Linked DNA regions of Sus scrofa: regions 2, 3, 4, 5, 6 and 7 are each linked to region 1. Evidence: chromatin contacts called from public Hi-C, promoter capture Hi-C and targeted proximity ligation data. All regions are on one chromosome and are shown on one strand. The core of a region is the stretch at or near the end of the contact, and the rest is flanking DNA. Distances in the headings are between cores, read along the strand shown. Region 1 holds the start of ZFP36L2 (mRNA decay activator protein ZFP36L2). Region 2 holds the start of HAAO (3-hydroxyanthranilate 3,4-dioxygenase). Region 3 overlaps LOC106509843 (a long non-coding RNA gene). Region 4 overlaps LOC106509843 (a long non-coding RNA gene). Region 5 holds the start of THADA (thyroid adenoma-associated protein). Region 6 overlaps LOC106509843 (a long non-coding RNA gene). Region 7 overlaps THADA (thyroid adenoma-associated protein).

The links. Promoter capture Hi-C pulls out the DNA fragments that hold promoters and counts their contacts. Hi-C and Micro-C count contacts between places; a contact is called where the count stands out from the background.
Region 2: a contact with region 1 is called in a targeted proximity ligation map of alveolar macrophages. A contact is called at or near these places in 1 of 5 promoter capture datasets (liver) and 1 of 2 datasets of targeted methods (alveolar macrophages).
Region 3: a Hi-C map of subcutaneous adipose tissue shows a contact between it and region 1, with 5 times the contacts expected there. A contact is called at or near these places in 4 of 5 promoter capture datasets (fetal liver, fetal skeletal muscle, liver and 1 more), 23 of 47 Hi-C or Micro-C datasets (adipocytes, alveolar macrophages, brain and 14 more) and 2 of 2 datasets of targeted methods (alveolar macrophages and skeletal muscle).
Region 4: a contact with region 1 is called in a targeted proximity ligation map of skeletal muscle. A contact is called at or near these places in 3 of 5 promoter capture datasets (fetal liver, liver and skeletal muscle), 10 of 47 Hi-C or Micro-C datasets (alveolar macrophages, embryonic fibroblasts, fetal liver and 6 more) and 2 of 2 datasets of targeted methods (alveolar macrophages and skeletal muscle).
Region 5: a contact with region 1 is called in a promoter capture Hi-C map of liver, with 2.5 times the contacts expected there. A contact is called at or near these places in 2 of 5 promoter capture datasets (fetal liver and liver), 2 of 47 Hi-C or Micro-C datasets (embryonic fibroblasts and skeletal muscle) and 1 of 2 datasets of targeted methods (alveolar macrophages).
Region 6: a contact with region 1 is called in a Hi-C map of mesenteric adipose tissue, with 2.6 times the contacts expected there. A contact is called at or near these places in 2 of 5 promoter capture datasets (fetal skeletal muscle and liver), 15 of 47 Hi-C or Micro-C datasets (alveolar macrophages, embryonic fibroblasts, fetal heart ventricle and 8 more) and 2 of 2 datasets of targeted methods (alveolar macrophages and skeletal muscle).
Region 7: a contact with region 1 is called in a Hi-C map of liver, with 5 times the contacts expected there. A contact is called at or near these places in 2 of 5 promoter capture datasets (fetal skeletal muscle and liver), 17 of 47 Hi-C or Micro-C datasets (alveolar macrophages, embryonic fibroblasts, fetal heart ventricle and 9 more) and 2 of 2 datasets of targeted methods (alveolar macrophages and skeletal muscle).

Annotation. Positions count from the first base shown.
Region 1 is chr3:97,199,100-97,201,739 of Sscrofa11.1, forward strand. ZFP36L2 (mRNA decay activator protein ZFP36L2) reads left to right here and starts at 1,296. Exons shown (of 2, transcript XM_003125190.6): 1 at 1,296-1,656; 2 at 2,192-2,640. The coding sequence starts at 1,606.
Region 2 is chr3:97,579,559-97,582,198 of Sscrofa11.1, forward strand. HAAO (3-hydroxyanthranilate 3,4-dioxygenase) reads left to right here and starts at 1,295. Exons shown (of 10, transcript NM_001244941.1): 1 at 1,295-1,417. The coding sequence starts at 1,338.
Region 3 is chr3:97,548,760-97,551,399 of Sscrofa11.1, forward strand. The region is part of intron 2 of LOC106509843 (a long non-coding RNA gene); the gene reads right to left. Among named protein-coding and RNA genes, the nearest start is that of TRNAI-UAU, 18 kb to the right of the region's middle.
Region 4 is chr3:97,532,506-97,535,145 of Sscrofa11.1, forward strand. All of the region lies in intron 2 of LOC106509843 (a long non-coding RNA gene), which reads right to left. Among named protein-coding and RNA genes, the nearest start is that of TRNAI-UAU, 34 kb to the right of the region's middle.
Region 5 is chr3:96,870,835-96,873,474 of Sscrofa11.1, forward strand. It overlaps THADA (thyroid adenoma-associated protein), which reads left to right and starts at 1,344. Exons shown (of 40, transcript XM_021088406.1): 1 at 1,344-1,481.
Region 6 is chr3:97,510,427-97,513,066 of Sscrofa11.1, forward strand. The region is part of intron 2 of LOC106509843 (a long non-coding RNA gene); the gene reads right to left. Among named protein-coding and RNA genes, the nearest start is that of TRNAI-UAU, 56 kb to the right of the region's middle.
Region 7 is chr3:96,921,278-96,923,917 of Sscrofa11.1, forward strand. It overlaps THADA (thyroid adenoma-associated protein), which reads left to right. Exons shown (of 40, transcript XM_021088406.1): 22 at 247-348; 23 at 351-403. Among named protein-coding and RNA genes, the nearest start is that of THADA, 50 kb to the left of the region's middle.

The DNA.
Region 1 (2,640 bases), core at 46-2,545:
TGCGAAGACGCGGAGCGAGGAGTCCCGGACCAGATCTGCTCGAGTAGGGCCGACAGCGGCTTTAGCCTCCCTGGGCGCTAGGGGGGGCGTCTGCCCCATACCCACAGGGCACCCGTTGGCAGAGCATTTCCCAACGCGAGCTTTTGGGGGTGTGGGAGGAAACCCGGGCGAGCCCACCAGACGCGTCCTCGGTGCCCAGCCCTGCCTGGCTGCGGGTCGGCCTCAGCCAGAGCCTGCAGCCCACAGGTTCTGCTCACAGTTAAGGCGGGGCGCGGCGCCCTCAACGGCCGGAGGGAAAGGGCTAGGAGGCCGCGCCTGGCCAAGGCTGCGGAGGGCGGGAGCCTCGGCTGGCAGCTGTGCCACCACCCCCGGGAGGGCTGGGGAAGACCGAACCGACCGGCAGACAGACAAGGTGGCGGGAAGTGGCCTCCATGCCTGCACGGCTCTCCCGGCCTTTCCTCCAGTCCTCCCAGCCGGCTCCCCCGCCCGGGACGCCCCGCGCCACTCCGCGCCTTTGGCCCTGGCTCAAGGTCTTGTGATGTGATTAGCAAAGCCAGCGCCTTGTCCTCAGACACTCAGCCCTGCCCGGCAGGCCCCGGCGCTCAAGCCCTGTTTACTGCAGCCTGGGCGGGAAGGGGGGCGGAGAAACGGGCCCAGGCTCCTCCGGGCAGGACTACCCCGGCAGCCGCCCGCGTGGCCGCTCCCGCCCCCACACCCACCGCACTCCACGTGCAGTCGGGATGGAGCCACCACCCATCCGACTCAAGCCCTCGCCCCCCCGCCCCCCCCGGCCGGAGCACCCTTTGCAACCCAGTGGGGCCGCGCGGACGGTTGCAGTATTCTTGCATTTTGCAATTCCCGCGCCCAGTATAAGACCGAGGGTGGGAGATAAAAACTCCGCAATTTCGCGTAGCAGGATCGGGCGGGGAGAGACACGTCCAGGGCTGCAGAACCCCGGCCAGCTTAAACGTGCTGGGGATTTCCAACAGTGCAGCCCCAGAGGAGGGGAGCTGAATCTTCCCGCCGCCACCTAGCAGCACCCATCTAGGCCGAGCTCTCCACGCTGCCCCGGGCGCCCCAGCGCCCAGCCCCGCCCCGAGGCCTCCCCACCCCCCTCCCCCAGAGAAAAAAAAAAATTGGCGGCGGCCAATGGGAGGCCGGGAAGGCGCCTGACGTCCGCGAGCCGGCGGGCGGCGTTGCCTGGAGACCCCGGCGGGGGTCAGCGTTCTGTCCCCTCCCCCGGCACGCCCCTCCAGCCTCTGCCGCGCTGCGGGACAGTATATAGGGCGCGCGCTCGCAGGCCGCTGAGTTCCAGCAGTCCGAGAGCTGCCGTCGGCTCCGCGCGGGGGGGCGGGCCGGGCACCCCGGGGCGCGGAGGAGCGCTCTAGCTTCACTCTTTCTTTCCCCCCACTCCGCACTCCTGGGCACCCTCAAAACCAGTCCACGCTGCTGCCTCCGTTCCTTCTTTTCTCGCCCCCCAGCAAACTTTCGATCCCTCCCCCGCCCCTCGCCCGTTATTCGTCGTGGCTCGAGCCGGCCGCGCCGCCGCGAGGGTTCCTCCGGACCTCCCTGCCTGCAGCTCCGACCATTACAGGATCCAGAAACATGTCGACCACACTTCTGTCCGCCTTCTATGATATCGACTTCTTGTGCAAGGTACGCGGGCGGGGAAAGGAGGGAGGGAGGGAGGAGGAAAGGCAAGAAGGAAGCCCTTCGAGATTTCAGGCTTGGCCCTCTGCCCTCGGCTTTGGGAGTCCTTTCCTCGCCTTGACTTTTGGGTTCGGGAAAAATCCTGGAGTTTGCAGTGTGTGTTCTCGCGCCTTGTGGGCGGAGAGAAGGAGAAGAGAGGAAGGGCTGGAGGGAGTAGCTGTAGCTGTTTAGTTTCTCCCCAGCCGACCACAGCCACGCTGCCCGGGGCTTCCCGGACGGGGTTTGCGCCGCCCAGGCCGGCGGCCCACGGCTGAAGATCACATGTTGCAAGCCGGCGCGGCCTAGGGTGGGAGAGTCCGGCTCCTCCCAACTCGAACTTGATTCTTGTGCTCTTGTAAGGGTGGCGGTTGGGGGCCGAGTCAGAATCCGAAAAAAGGGAAAAGAATCAGAGAGCTGCAAGTGGTTGTTACTCTGCAACTCCTCCAACTCTTCCCTCCCTTTTCCACTTTTCACCCCTTCCCCGCTACCCTCCTTTTGGCAGACGGAGAAATCCCTGGCCAACCTCAATCTGAACAACATGCTGGACAAGAAGGCGGTGGGGACGCCTGTGGCCGCTGCCCCCAGCTCGGGCTTCACCCCGGGCTTCCTCCGACGGCACTCGGCCAGCAACCTGCACGCGCTCGCCCACCCAGCGCCTAGCCCCGGCAGCTGCTCGCCCAAGTTCCCGGGCGCGGCTAACGGCAGCAGCTGCGGCAGCGCGGCGGCCAGCGGCCCGGCCTCCTACGGCACCCTCAAGGAGCCGTCGGGGGGCGGCGGCACGGCCCTGCTGAACAAGGAGAACAAATTCCGGGACCGCTCGTTCAGTGAGAACGGCGATCGCAGCCAGCACCTCCTGCACCTGCAGCAGCAGCAGAAGGGGGGCGGCGGCTCCCAGATCAACTCAACGCGCTACAAAACTGAGCTGTGCCGACCCTTCGAGGAGAGCGGCAC
Region 2 (2,640 bases), core at 45-2,544, 380 kb after region 1:
ATCAGAGCTGTAGCACCAGCCTGCACCACAGCCACAGCCACAGCCACAGCAGCACCAGATCTGAACCTCGGCTGCGACCTACACCACAGCTCATGGCAATGCTGCATCCTTCACCCACAGAGGGAGGCCAAGGATGGAACTTGTGTCCTCATGGTTGTTAGTCAGATTCATTTCTGCTGAGCCATGACAGGGAACACCCCAATTTCTCAAACTCTGCCGTCTGGATTCTGGTGCCAGAGCCTGAGCTCTGCTCCTTCTCCCCTGCCTCTCCCCTACTACTTCCACACTCCACCCTGTTCACACACACACACACACACACACACACACACACACACAGTTTTCCTAGGAATTGTGAGTCAGGAAGAAAGAAGAAAGTAGGGGAAGAAGAACATAGGGGTCTGTGGTCCTTTCCCCCATTAGGGCCTTTCACCCTGGGTTGGAATCATAGCTCAGGTTTGTTTGCCCTCCCACCCTGAACTCCAGACTCCTGAGGTCCTAGTGTTCGGTTCTTCCTCTGTAAAACTCATCATAAATTGTCATGTGCTTTGAGTCTGTCCCCAAGACATGGAAGGAGATCAGTACAGTGCCGGGCACCTCGTCGGTGCTCCACCTGCCACTTGCGAGCATGGGTGTGGGGACCGCGCCCTCCAGCCCCGACCGGCCGGTCCCTGCTGTGCATCCCCCCGGGCTCCGAGCTTTGCTCCCACCGCTGCTCCTTGCGTCTTCTCCCAAACTAGTCACAGGCAGAGCAGAGCGAGCGGCACCTAACAAATCTTCGGGCTCTGACAGATCCTCGTGAGAGGACAGGGAACTAACATCAATCGGGGCCTATGGTGGCCGCTATGCAACCCTGAGATGGCTGTGTAGACGCTCCCAGTTTTCAGATGAGAAAACTGAGGCCTCAACCCAGCGACCTCCCCCTGTACTTTGGCACTTGCGTTTCCAAACCCACCTTCTCCCTCTTACAGGTTTTCTTTGGGATCTTTCTGGGGCCAGGCGGAAAGTCTGGAGACAAGGGACCAGGAAGGTTCTGAATCCTGTGTCTTACGCCTGGATCTGGCGCTCAACTCCCGCGCGGGAGGGCAGGGCGCCGGGTCCGTGCGGCAGGGAAGCAGGGCGCATGGGCCATGGGGCCTGGCAGGGGCAGACTGGGCGGGCCGGAGGGCAGAGGGCTCTAGACCGAAGTCCGAGAGAGGCCACAGCGGGTCCGGGGGCGTTGCCCCGCCCTTTAACCCCCGGGACACTAATTAACCAAGCTGCCAATAGGCGGCTGCGCGGAGCCGCGCCCCTCCAACTGCGCGGAGGACACAGCTCCAGAGCCGGGCTCCCGGGTAGCCATGGAGCGCCCGGTGAGAGTGAAGGCTTGGGTGGAGGAGAACCGGGCCTCCTTCCTGCCCCCGGTCTGCAACAAGCTCCTGTGAGTCCCATCCACGCTCCCATCCTCCTGCCCTCTGTCCTCACTTCCTCCATCTGCAACCCTCTACTCCAGCCCGGACTTCCTTGACCCAGACGCTTGCAGAAGGGGAGGATGCATCCTCGTGGTGTTCAGGGGAGGGTGAGGGCGGGCTGTTCCGGGTTTCACCGCCGTCGTCTGTTCCTCTTTCTGGTGACTGCTTGGAGATTGCGGCCTTGACGTCTGAGGATGGCTTGGTGACTGAGACCAGGAGAGATGCAGATGGCAGGTCGCAGCCCTGCGCCCCACCCTACCCCCCACCCCGCCCCGGGCTGAGAAACAGCTCTTCAACCCCCACTGACTCTCAGAAATTGGGGGGAGGGCAGGATTGATACCGCAGAATGGCTGTGGAACCCCAATCCCGCATCCCGACTCTGTCCAGGAAGCTGCAGGCCGAGGGAGACGTCGGAGATCAGCTCCCATAGGAGGGTCTTGATTTGATTCTTTTCCCAGGCTCCCTTTTCCGAGGGCGCGCACATACTCCCTCCCCGCCCCCCTAGCGCCTCTGCCCACAGCTCCCGGCAGAGCTGACCATGCTCCAGCCTCCCTCTTCCTCCAGCCCACCTCTCAGTCCCTCCCTGGTGGCCCCTTCACCCACCGGGTGGCCTGGCCTCATGGGCTCCCCAGCCCTGGGTTCACAGGCTTGTGTTTGCCGTGCCCCGCAGAACCTCCCCAACAAGGCTCCCACCACAGGGCTCCAGTCACTAACACCTTGTCAAGCCTGGGACTGCCAAGTGTTTTCACATCATCTCAAATAATTCTCACAGTCGCCCCTGAGGTGGGGTTTTAACACGTAACTTGCCCACAGCCATAGAGCTAGTGCAGGACAGGGTCCCAGGGTCCAGACCCAAGCTCATGCAGCAATTTGACTCCAAAGTCCACACTCTTGTCACTGCGCAATACCGCCATGGCTAGTGGTCAGCGTCCCCCCCCCAAACTTGGTCTCTTCTACTGTTCTTGTCGCCCCCACCCTTTCCTCCACTTCATCCTCGTCCACAGTCTCACCCTCAGCCTTCCACTCCTTCCCCCTGATTATGTCTCACATCCGACTGCTCCTCTCCAGCCCCGAGGGCCACGGCTCTGGTTCCACCCCATCCCCCGTGGGCACTTCCAGGCTGCCCTGCCTCCAGGCCCCCCGTCCAGCCCTCCAGCGCTGCCCCAATATTAGTACCCACAAAATGCAGGCC
Region 3 (2,640 bases), core at 47-2,546, 350 kb after region 1:
AGGATTCAGTTGCTTAATCCTCTTGTATGGTGTTAGAACAATGCCTACTGTATAGGAAATTTCCAGTAGGTTATAACTACTATGTTTGACTATATATCCATATCCAAAAAATAGATTTATGAGCTTCTATGTAAAGGTTTCATGGTGTCTGTATATCTCTTGAGTGTGAGAATGTACACATCTGTGTAACTGTGTCTTTCTATTTTGGGACTAAGTGTAGGAGACCCTCTGTGCCCAGTGATAATAAGGGCTGGTGTTCGTTTCATGTCTGCGGTGTCAGGCACTACCCCAAGAGTCCTACGAGGACTCACGTGGAAACCCACGTGAATGTAAACGGCTGAGCACGTGTTCTGACACATGTGCCAGTGAGTTCCTGTGAGGGTGGCCTGTCAGCCCTGCAGGGAGAAACCCCCAACCTGAGCGAGCTGTGTAAGAGATGAAGACCCCCCGGCCACCCAACCCCACCACAGCCTGCACGCCCACAACACTGGGGAGCGGTGGGGGGTGGGGGCAGTAAATTATACCCATCACCCACCCCCTTTCCCAGTTAGTTTGAAATGCCTGTGTCTGCTTTCCTCCAATAGGAGAGAAGCCTGGAGAGGAGTCCACCAATCATGGCCTTCCTTTCATCCTACGTCTGTCTTGGTCTTGCCCTGGCCCCAGGGAGCTCAGGGCGGGTTCCCGCTGGACTGGCCCAGCTTTTTATGGGGTGTGCCATTTTTCACTGAGTGACATCTGGTTCTGACTCACTGTGTATGGCCCTGAAAGGACAGAGTCCAACACAAACAAGATAGTGAATTATCCTCGTGGAGAAAGCCTTCCCATTTTACCTGTTGTAGTCTGTTGCTTCCGTTATCCAATATTGGTAACATTTCAAGCATAAAAGGATGTTTGAAGATTTATGAATGTGCTTTTCTTTCTTGCCTCTATGAATACGTGACCTTCATCTACCTTTGAGGCATCCGTCTCTGCCTGAGGAGAGACTAGGATGAAGTTGTGACATTGAAAGCACAGAAGAAAAATGCTGTAATATTTGGCATCTGACAGGCAAAATACAATTATGTAGTAGGTCAAGAGTCTTCTAAACCAGACCATTCACTTGAAAGCATGTTTTCTGGATGCCTTCATTTCTCCCCCTGGGTGTGATCATGGCATTTTTTTGTAACGGATGCTGAGGCAAGAAGAGAAAGTTCCATCTGCTTTGCTCTAGAGAAGAAACCCCAGTGTGGCCTCTGTCCCAGTCTCTCAGGCTGCCCTGAACCCACCCATCCTCTGCCTCCAACACCAGGGCTCCAGGGTACAGCAGAGGAGCCTCAGAAGTTCAGCTTCACAGCCAACTTCAGTTCCCACAGGCCAGGCAACCACACTGTGAGCCAGCAGGTCAACTGGGGTCAAGCTGTACAACAAGGAGATGCCACGGGGTGGGAGGGGGCACTACCAGGTTAGTGGAGGCCCCCTGGGAGGCAGCCAGGAGAACTCAGGTGCAGTGGGCTGGTCAGCTGGGGCACCACAGAGGCTCTGGCCAGACCAGGAGGGACCAGACCATGAGTTATACAAACTCAGCTTCAAGCACAATCCGTGGCCAGCAGGGACAAGGGACCTTGTGGGGGAAACCAGAAGACACCAACCCCAGGATCCCAACACCTCACTCCTGTCAGATATCACATGAGCCGCCCTTGTCTGTCCACACACCTCGGTCTCATCTTAGTGGGTGAAGATTAGGAAGGCAATCTGAAAACTGAGCACTTTTCTCTAAGAGAAACAATCTAATAGGACGGGCTAAACTATTGGGTCCCAGGACATTTAAATCAAGTTGAACATTTCACTGTTTTTCTCACTCTTCATCAGATAGGGGTTAGGGGAAAGGTCAGATTAGTTATATAACAAATAAAGAAATTACTCTTTTTTCTGCACAGATGAACTGAAGTGGGAGTGAAATTTTCAACCCTGTTGCACACACAAAAATAGAGGACTCTCCCCTGCCTCTGCTGAAATGCCAGCTGGCCCGTCCAACTAAAGACAATGATCCCAGGAGGGGACAAGTCCTGGCCTCCTCCAGGTGGTGGGACAGGTCCTGGCAGAGTAGGATGAAGCTTCCCTTCCACCCAAATGCTTACGTCAACCTTCCTGGGATCACACACAACAGGTCCCCTCCCCTTGCCCTATCTGTGGTTTTTTAAAAGAATAAGGTCTTAATTCTCTTTCCAAGGCATTTGGGCTCCAGGCCCTGGCCGCTTTCTTCCCTGAGGAGGTGGGAATGTGGAAGGTGAATTGAGAGCAGTCCAAGGTCCTACACCCTAGGTATCTGGGAAGGAGGGGTCAGGGGCGGAGAGCAGACATGCAGAGGGCGATGCTGCCACCTGCTGGAGTTCGGGGGAGAGACAGCCCAGTAGGGAACCTTGTTTCACCAGAGGAGGGGTAGGGGACCACCTCAGAATCCTGCCCTGGAATGATTCACTGTTTTTCTTCAAAATAGTGTCTCACCTATTACCCCATTTGTCATCTGGTTTGCTGGTTGGGGACAATGTCATTCATCCCATTTTATGATGAGTAAACTAATACCCAAGAAAGAGTAGAATGCTGTCTGATGTCACATGAGGAGGGCTTAAAGCCTCCTAGCCTAGAGCTGTGTCCCCAGCT
Region 4 (2,640 bases), core at 51-2,550, 330 kb after region 1:
TCCCGAGGCACAGGCCCACAAGAGAAGGAAAGGAGGCCTGAGCCTGCCCCAGAGCTTTCCAAGACAGGTGGCCGGGAGGTGCACCCACCACCAAGGGACAGCCACCAGCCTCGGGATGAATTCAACTGCAAGTTAAATATCACAGGGAGATCAGAAGGATGGGTTCTGAGCGTGGGAGCCAGGAGCCAGGCACTCCCAAGGCGCTGCAGGCAGGGGCAGGGTTGACTGACATCCTTCTGCTCCTCGCCTTCCTCCTACACCCACACTCCCTGGCCAAAAGGAAGAGCAGGCCCCAAATCCGCTCAGGTCACAGAGAGACAAAGGGACGACCGTGAATGTCACCTGGCCACAGAAACCAGAGACAAACGGACAGCTTCCCCTGACCACCCCAACTGACGGTCAGCTTTGAAGGCCAGACAAAATCACCATGGGAACAACCCAGAGCCATAAAAAATAAGCTTTCAGGCAAAGCACTGTCGTCTATTTCTCTATGTTTATCCAAATATCCACTGACTTATCATTCAGCCGGCACCAGAGATTTAAAGCAATCTTACTGGAGGAAAACTCAAGAGGGCAAAATGCCAAACTGTTAACGTGATATTTTCTGGCAGATCAGGACAAGGCAGCCAAGATTTGGTCTGAGCTGTGAGAAGACATCTGTTTTGGGTAATGAGTGCAGAGATCCCTCAGGCATGAGACTTTGGGCCCACTGTCCTAACAGTCCACTACTACTGCCGGGTCATTCAGATATGAGGGACACCTACCATCGGGGCCATCCCCTCCAGGACAGCTGGCCATGGGCTTCTAAAGCTTTTCCAGCAGTGGGAGGGGTCTACACGGAGCCTCCTGGACTCTCCGGTCCAACCCCGATGGGTTCTGGCCAGGGTCAGGGAAACACTCTATGAAGTGAGATTGGGGACCACAGAGACCACCAGGCCCCTCCCCAGCCGAAATCAGCACCTCTTTTTCTTCCCAGCAGACCCAAGCACTCAGCCTGACTCCCGACCCCCACCCTGGCAGGCATGCCCCTCTCATCCTCCCCCCACTGTTGGGTTCCTTTTCCAGAAATCTGCTTGTGCAGCAGGAAATGGCTTCTCAGGCTCCCTCCCTCTTCCAGCATCCCCCAAACAAGCCCACAGAGCATCTTTTCACTGTGAAGGTTCACTGCCAGTACTGAGAGAAAACAGAGCGGGGATGATAAAATTCACAACCGCAGGGAAAGGGACCAAGGCCTGGGCAGCCTTCCTCCGCTGTTTTACAGTCACAGTCCTTGGCTGGCCAGTGTTAATGCTCCTTTTGCCCCAAAGCCAATCATCCTCCCTTTTAACCTTCGCCCTCCTTCCCTCCTTCCTCAAACCTCCTCCCCCAGGCACTTTAGCTGCCAACAACTTACTTTCCCAACTTTGATTTACCTCCACCAGAGGGAATACAAAGTTAGATCCAGAGCCACCCCCATACTTTCTTTAAAAGTAACCTACACTCAGCCAGCAGAACTCTTAGATTCAGAGGTAAACACTCAAACCCACCCAGTCTGAGACAGACAAAGGCACAAAGACACACATTCATAGGAGTTCCTCTTGTGGCGCAAGGGAAACGAATGCAACTAGGAATCATGAGGTTGTGGGTTCGATCCCTGGCCTCGTTCAGTGGGTTAAGGACCTGGCGTGGCTGTGGTATAGGTTGGCAGCTGTAGCTCTGATTCGACCCCTAGCCTGGGAATCTCCATATGCCCCGGGTGTGGCCCTAAAAAGCAAAAAAAAAAAAAAAAAAAGACACACATCCATATACTCAGAGACAAAGCAGAGGGGCCCACGCCAGACACCCCACACTCCACACACTCCCCCACAATCAGAACTGAGCCACTCACACCGTCAGGCACGCACACCAGGAGGCTGCCCTGCCCTTTGAGCCACTTAGAGTTTCTTTTGAGGAAAAACACTCTGCTCCAAAGAAGGTCCTTGACAGGGCTGGTTGTGTGTGTGTGTTTTCCCAGAGCGACTGGATAAATTGCTTTTGTGCAAAAATAAACACAAGTGAACTGCATTAGCTGAGCGAGTGACACATTAGTTACAGATGCGGGGCCTGTCAGAACATTGAAGGAACAGCTTTTATTGGGGAAGGGCTGAGAGACTCATAAATAACCGGTTGGCAATCTCACATAAACATTTGTGCATTCACATAAACACCGCCTACCACAAACGCTGGCCTGGCTGCCAGCACAGCCTGGAAGAGCCCTCTCCCCCTGTCCTCAGAGCAGAACTGGGAGGGAGGTGGGGGAAGGGTCACAGGCACCTCTTCTCCCAGAGTCCCAACACCCTGGCCAGGCTCCTGTCCCGGGGGGTTGGAGGAAGGGATCCAAGCTCCATCCTGAACGTCGGCCAGAGAATGAGGGTCAAGGCCCAGCCACGACAGGACAACAGGTCCGATTTCCTCCCTCTGCTTAGGACAGGACAGATGAGGGGATGTTGTTGAACAGGGGGCTGTGTAATTAAATGAAGCCAAGTAAGGAGTTTAAAAAGACAGTGCCCCGGAGTTCCCGTCGTGGCGCAGTGGTTAACGAATCTGACTAGGAACCAAGAGGTTGCGGGTTCCATCCCTGGCCTTGCTCAGTGGGTTAAGGGTTGCTGTGAGCTGTGGTGT
Region 5 (2,640 bases), core at 94-2,593, 330 kb before region 1:
GTGTGCTGTCCTGGGGTCTAGTGCTCCACCTTGGACCTGTTGTTTTTTCTTCTTCTTCTTTTTTTTTTTTTTTTAAACAATGGCTGTTATATCTCTATCACAACTTCAAAAAAGAATAAAGAAAAAAATCAGAGTGCTTAACTCCTGTAAAAAAATAACGAATATTTCAAGAAATTTTTGTTTCAGATATATATGTGTGGCTAAAGGTACAATCAATTTCTTACTATTAAATATTTGAAAAAAATTGCTGTAGATAAAATTCTACACGCACTCATCAGCTGATATGTACAAGAGAGTTCACAGCAGGACTGGCAGAGCCAAAGCTGGAAACAATTCAAAGCTCCAGAGGAGTAGAATGAATAAATGTGATCCATTAAACAAGGGAATACTATACAACAGTGAGTGAAAGAACTACCTGGACCTGCTTTTCCGTGGATGTCAAAAGCAATGCCAAAAGAAGCAAAACCCTAGAGAAATCAAACAAATGATTCCATAAATAAAGCTCAAAATCAAACTAAGATATGTTTAGCAATACATGTAATAAAGCTATATATAAAGATAAAAGAACGAAAATGAGATAAAATTGAGAAAAGTAATGATTAAAAACTTAAAATTACCAATCTGACTAAAGGTTTAGGAGAACTGGAATGTTTCTTAGTATTTCCCAAATAAATTGAACTTGAACAGAGTCTCCCTATCTTTTTTCTGATCCTACCTCTGTCCCAGCTGCTAGCGTAGAGGCTGGCACCCACTTATTTTACGTCTTTTTAAAGGGTCGAACCACCCATAATTTGATTATCAGCGTAAAATACGTATCCTAAATAGGAAAACTTTCAAGGATAGCGCCTGGTAATGCTCCGACAACAGCATTCATTGACTGGTCGCTGAATAAAGACATGCACCGTGGCATACGTTAGTTCACTTCAGTACTTCCCATCCAGGTCAAAATTCTCACTGTGGCTTCGGATGGCTGTCTGCCCCATTTCCTACCCCATCTCACAAGTTCTAAAGTCGTTACGCTTCTGGTTCCAGCAGCCCAGAAGCAGTTTTCGCCCCTTCTCTGCGCTAAGGAAGCTGCGTAGGAGAAGAGGAGAACGTCCAAGTTGAAGCACTGATGTTTCCCAGGCACTGAAGGGCGTGGAGGGCACAGTCTCAGCCGCCTCTTGGGCAAGGAGGCCGGTAGGGCTCGTCCCCGCGCGGGAGGTGAGGTACCGATCGTACGATTCAAAGCAGAGTCTGACCAAACTCATCACCATCAGCTCCCAGATGACATCACCCCCTCCCCGTACTGCTGATTGGAGGAACATATTAACTCAATTCTCGCGATGATTCCGTTTCCAGGTCTTCTTGCTCCCCTCCCATCGCCCCTACCCTGTAGCCGACTACAGACCACGCTGTGATCCAAGGAGACACCGTAGAAGTAGACGAGCTTCCGGGACTCATCCTGACCACGACTCTTCCCAGACGCTCACGGGCACGAGGTTTGGCTCCCAGCCGTCTGTCGGCCAGACTCGCAGTAGCGCGCGACTCTCTACGGCTCGGCTCGGTTGCTCTGCCTAGGCCACCACGCGATTCACACCAATTCCCGTCCTGTAGTTACGCGAGACTTGGCGGCAGTGAAACTGATTTCCGGTCGTTTCGGTCTCCATGGAGATAGCAGTTTACTCCCCCCCGCCGCCTTTTTTTTTCCACCTGTCATTCTCCGGACTCCTCGTGGTTGGGAAGTTGCCCAGGGAATGTTTGTCGGAGTCAGCGGGAAAGATGTAGATGGGAGTGAAACAGCAATCAGAAGGGAAGTAGCTATTGGGACCCAGAAGGAGTATAATTTGCAGTACATCTTCTGGCCTCCTAAGCAATGCCTTAGGGTGGGCACCAGATTTTCCGCTATTGGGAGGACAAACGTTTTGGCATTCGTTGAGCACGCATAAGCATCAAACTTCTTCTTGTGCAGTCTTGAGGGCTCCAAGTTTAAATCATACTGCAAATTTGCTCACCATTTACCAGTGAAGTTTCTCCAGGTTTCCATCTTTATTTCTTCTAAACTTTGTATATTGGTGACTTACCTAGGAAGTGATCCCAGTGATAATCGCCTTGACCTAATCTTGTCACTTTTCAAATTCTAACTTTGCCAGTGACTTTCTAGCTATGTCTATTATTATCATTTTCTGTTAAGTGAGTTTTCACACTTCATTGCTGTATCGATTTTTTACTCTGTAAAGGGACTATAGGTTCTTCAGTGTCAGGGCTAACTTGTCACTTGGATATAGAATTTACTTTAAGATGACAGGTAGTCCACTTTTCTGCTATTAAGGGCATACATTCCTTTTAGAACATCATTGACAAATGTTTGTCAATTAACTCGTGTTTATTCATAAAGTGTATATTAATCAGAGTTCCCGTCGTGGCGCAGTGGAGGCGAGTCTGACTAGGAGCCATGAGGTTGCAGGTTCCATCCCTCGCCTCGCTCAGTGGGTTAAGGATCCCAAGTTGCCGTGGGCTGTGGTGCGGGTCGCAGACATGGCTCAGAAGTGGCGTTGCTGTGGCTGTGGCATAGGCCGGCAGCAACAGCTCCGACTGGACCCCTAGCCTGGGAACCTCCGTATGCCGTGGGTGCGGCCCTAAAAAAAGCCCAAAAAAAAA
Region 6 (2,640 bases), core at 60-2,559, 310 kb after region 1:
TGATCAGCCTTCCTGGATCCTTCCTGGTAGCCATCTACCCAACCCTTATAACACACAGTAAGACAGAAGCCTGTAGCCTCTAATTTCACTTCCTGGCTGGCCTTTGGGTGAGTATGTTGCAGTAACACATGTGGGCATGTCTACAGAGAGCGGATAGTGGATAGCCATATAGCAATTAGTTTAGAAAATGTCTTTATTCCAAATCGAGGAGAACTCCTTAGTACAATGTTCAGAAGTTGTGCCTTTCCTATCCTATTAAAACCCAAGGCTGAAAGTAGAACGACACCTACCACAGCAGTGGCAGAAAGAAGGTTCTTGGCAAGGCCAGCTTCATTAGCAGAATGTACACTGGCTGAGAGCCCCACCCACTACTTTCAGTCTCCAAATAAGCCTGTGGTAAAGCAAACAGCAAAGAGACAGTGCTATGAAACCAGGCGGGCTGAACGCTGTATTCTAAGTCTTGGGAAATTAGAAAAACTAGTTCTTGGGCTTCGAGTCCTAAAAAGAAAGGGAGCGGCTGTCATGGAACCAACTGGGACTCCAAATGGTTTGGAACAAGAGGAGGACTGGAAGAAAGAGTAGAACCCAGATACTGCCTGAGACCATAGAGGGATGGACTGGAACATTCCTTTCTCAATCTCTTGTTGAGGAGGGACGGAAATTAAAAGCAGATGCATACTCTATATTGTCTGAGATTGCTGTGGATGTGACAGCCTAAATGTTCAGAAAACCATATACAGTTCATCTGCACTATAGGTTAGGCTTTTCTCAACACGTCCCTTTTGCTGCCCTTACTAAGTTCTGTGTAAACCTCCCGTCGACAGTGTAGGAGACACAGGGGGGCCCACCTAACCATCTCAGGTGAAGACGCTGGGTCTGGAGCGGGAAGCCCTGTTAGAGCCACACGTCAGGGCAGGGGGCCAGGGCCCGGCCCACTCCCATCCGGGGTCGCCCGGCTGTGCCACGCAATATGTAGTTTGTAGGTTTTGTTTATCCTCTTAAGCTGGCCTTTCCTTGTTTCTAGAAAAAGATAAACACACCCTGAAAACTCATCTGCTGCTCATTAGAGGGGGTAAAAAAGAGACACAGGATTCTGAATTTCATTTTGCAAATGGCCAGAAAGGTGTCCATTGAAATGAATAATTATTTCTGGTTGAGAGGACAGGATACCCTTCTCTAGCACGTCCAAGCCCTTCCTGGGTGCTCTCAGGCCTGAAAGAGCGGGGCTCCTCTCCTCCCTGCCCAGTCTCCCAAGGAAGATCAGAACCCCACGCCTCAGAGCACTACCAGCGTTGGCCTCTGAGCACATGACCAGCGCCATCCAGGCCTCTCCTGCTGGCCCTTGCAGGGCAGTGAGGGCTCTGAAAGGCCCCAGCCAAACCCTGGACTCCGGCGACATCCTCTCTTGGCCCCAGAGGCCAGAAGGGCAGCCGAGGGGAAGCAGAAACAGGCTGTTGGTTTTTCTGCCACTGCTTTGATTTTTTGTTTTTCCAAGAAGAAAACACTCAGCCCCGATCCCGGGGGAAGCGGGGAGGACAGAGCGAAGGCTATTTCTGAGCCTCTGCCTCCCCCAAAGGAAGGGTGTGAACAGTGCAAAAAGAGTCCAGCCCTGGCTTCCTGGAATCGAGCATGTGGGCAGGGTTCTGCAGTTTGCAACGATGCTTTGATGACTTTATCTCATTGGGGGGCCTCACAGTAACCCTGGTGGGTGAGAGTGGAAAGGGGTTGTTACCCCCACTTGACTAGTGAGGAAACCGAAGCTCTGGGGTGGTAACTAACCGCTGAGAAAGAGCCGAAGTTCAGATCCTAGGGCAGGCCCTCTGACTGCAAACCTCCTGCCTCATCCCCACTCCCATGTGCCTCTGGACAGGGGCGATTCACACGCCCGTGCCCAGGCTCTGCAGCCCAGCGTCCCGGACGAGACCTCTCTGAGAGTGATAAGAATCAACACCCTGCCCCAGTCCTGCCACCATGTGACTGCGTGGTCTTGGGCATATTCCTGCTCCCTCCTGGCCCCAGTTTCTTCATTTGCAAGTGGTGATAACAGTCCTTTCTGTGTCCACCTCTATCCATTGATGAGAGGATCGAATAAGACACCCTATGGGAAATGGCTTTGCAAGTTCTAGCATATTCTACCAACACAGGTAGTACTACCTTCATGATGGGAGCGAGCAGAAAGGCTCCCTGCCTCAAATTATCTCCCTGCCCTCCCTTCATTGGCATTCAGCTTCTAGTGAGTCTTTCCTCTTGGTAAAGGGCAGATCCACCTGGAAAGGCACGCATCTCCAACCATTATCAGTCATGAGTTTCACAGAGGAAATGAGTTTATCAGCCACCCAGGGCTTGGAGGGGGGCAGGAGCTAGAGCAGAGGGCGTCCAGTGCCTACCTGAATAAAAGCAGGAGATGGGAGTTCCTGTCGTGGCTCAGTGGAAATGAATCTGACTAGCGTCCATGAGGTTGCAGGTTTGATCTCTGGCCTCGCTCAGTGGGTTAAGGATCTGGCATTGCCATGAGCTGTGGTGTAGGTCGCAGATGCGACTCAGATCCCGCCTTGCTATGGCTGTGGTATAGGGCGGCAGCTACAGCTCTGATTCAACCCCTAGCCTGGGAACCTCCATATGTCATGGGTGTGGCCCTAA
Region 7 (2,640 bases), core at 59-2,558, 280 kb before region 1:
TATTTTTAAATTTACTTTGAAAATAGTACATTAAAAAAATACTTAGCGTGATTCCTACTCATAGCACATGCCCAACAAATGTTTGTTATTTTTTCCTGAATAAATATAGCATATGACAAATTGGTTTGTTCAAGTTGATTATTCTTGGGGAAATTATGAATAAGCTTGTTCTGAGAAACCTGGGATGTGAGTAATCAAGTGGCGAATGTTGCAATAGTTTTTTTTTTTTTTTTTTTTTTTTTTAAGGTAAAGAAGGAAAAACATGTGATGTAACTGCTCAAATGGTGCTGGTATGTTGTTGGCGAAGCATGAAGGAAGTCGCTTTACTCTTAGGCTCCCTGTGCCAGCTGCTCCCATGCGGTCTGTGCCACAATCTCCTGATGGATTATTGACAGTGGAGCAGGTAGGGTAGATGTTTATTCCACCTGGTTTAATTTCTGGTCAAGGCATAAATCACAAACTTATTTATCACCCACCTGAAAAACTTTTAAAAATTTCTTCTTGAATAAAATCTTACAGATGTCAACCGAAGAAAGTTCTCTAAAGTGTAGAAATTAGACCTTGCAGTACATTTCAAAACTGTGGCCTTTTTAGAAACATTGTACTTTTTCTAAGTTATGTTAAATAATGGTAGATTTTTATTTCACTTTTAACCTCAATCTGATCATTTGAAATTTTTATTTCTCCATTTAACACACACAAACTTTAAATTGAAATGAGACCTTCTATTTAGTAAAACTTCACATGCCCATCAAATTTTGCAAAAAAAAAAAAAAGTACTATGTTAGTTGATTATGGATTTCTTGTTTCCCTCTACATTGATGATGATAAAGTTGTAGTTGCTTGGGGTTTTTTTGGCTGACTTTTATTTTTAAGACCACAAAGTTAGTTCACCATCTGGGACTTTTCAGGCAACTTGAGTGCTGTGTTTACAAGAAATTAGTCTACCACAAGCATTTCATTTAGAAATATTTTAGATTTATTAGATTTCTGTTTTCAATTGATTCCCTCTTCCTTTCCATAGGGCTTCAACAAATCCATTTCCCACCATTTCCCAGCAAAGATATATAACATGTTCTTTCATTTTTAACCTTTTCCAAGTAAAGATGATTTCTTCCATCGGGTGTTACAACATTTAAGAACAACACAAATATTGTAGTATGCTAATGTTCATTATTTCTATAATAACCATGTGACTGGTTTCGTGGAAATACTGCTAATGTTTTTATTCTCACACTCTCTGTGGCTGATGTGCTTGCATCTGGATAACAGCTGGGCCCCTGATGTTGCAAGGCTCTGAGATGGAGGACGGCGAAAGGGAACAGGACACTGCCAGCATCGTTATGTTCCTTATTCTCTTCCAAATCAAATAGGCGTCAGTGACCTAGAGTTACTTGCAGTCATTGCCGGTGACTGGCTAGAGTGCCAATGCCAACATCTTTGCTGAGGAATCCAGCTATGATTAATGATTACTTCACTGATGTGAAGTAAACATGTGCTAGAGCCCCTTGACTTCTCAACTTTTCAAGGACAACTTAAAATATCCAGTTTTCTGGGTTTGTTGGCTAGTGTTCAAAAAAAAAAAAAATTAAGGAAACAGATTTCTCTTTTACTGTAGCTGAGAAAGACCTGAAAGCGTCCTGCAAAAATCATTTTGCCTTGACACCTTTACAGAGCACCCCAGTCTTACAAAGTTATGTGGGATATCCATGTTAAAATTGTGAATTAATTTTTAAATGCAAATTAATATAAAATAGCTATTTGTAAAAACAACAACAGTAATGAAGGGAGGCTCTTATAAACCAAAGAACTCTTCTAATGACTGTTTTCTTGAGTAAGAAATAGAATCCATAGGCGTTCCCATCGTGGCTCAGCAGTTAAAGAACCAGACTAGTATCCATGAGGACACGTGTGGCTCGGATCTCAAGTTGCTATGGCTGTGGTGTAAGCCAGCAGCGGCAGCTCCAACTTGAGCCCTGGCCTGAGAACTTCCATGTGCTACACATGCGGCCCTATAAAGTCCAAAAAAAAAAAGAGAAAGAAATAAAATCTTGTTTTTCTGTAAAATGCCCATTTCCATTCTAATGAGATCATCTCTCCACGTCACCTTTTCTGTGGTGACCCCACATATATATGCTTGAGAGGAAATTCATGACTGAATGAGTGCCTAAGAGTGTGTGTGATAGCACTATTCTGACACTGAAACTATGCCCTCTGTGGAAAATTTTAGGCTTGATCATGCTAAATTTTACTTTAAAAATGCCTCAGTTTAGGAGCATTTAGTCAATGAGAAATGAAAGTCATCAAGACGTTAGCATTATTCATATTATTAGAGAATTCCTGCTTTTAAACATTAAAATTTTGCTCCATGAAATTCACTTAAACTAAACGCATTCCCATGTACTCAGTACTTTTAAGAGATGGAAATAGCAACATTGGAGGTTTGGGATTAGCATGTGCACAGTGTGGCATATAAAATAACTGGCCAACGGGGACTGGCTGTATTGCACAGGGACCTCTACCCAGTATTCGGTGATGATCTATATGGAAGAGAATCCGAGAAAGAATGGATATGTGTTTATGTTTAACTGAATCACTTTGTTGTACAGCAGAAATTATCACAACATTGTAAATTAACTA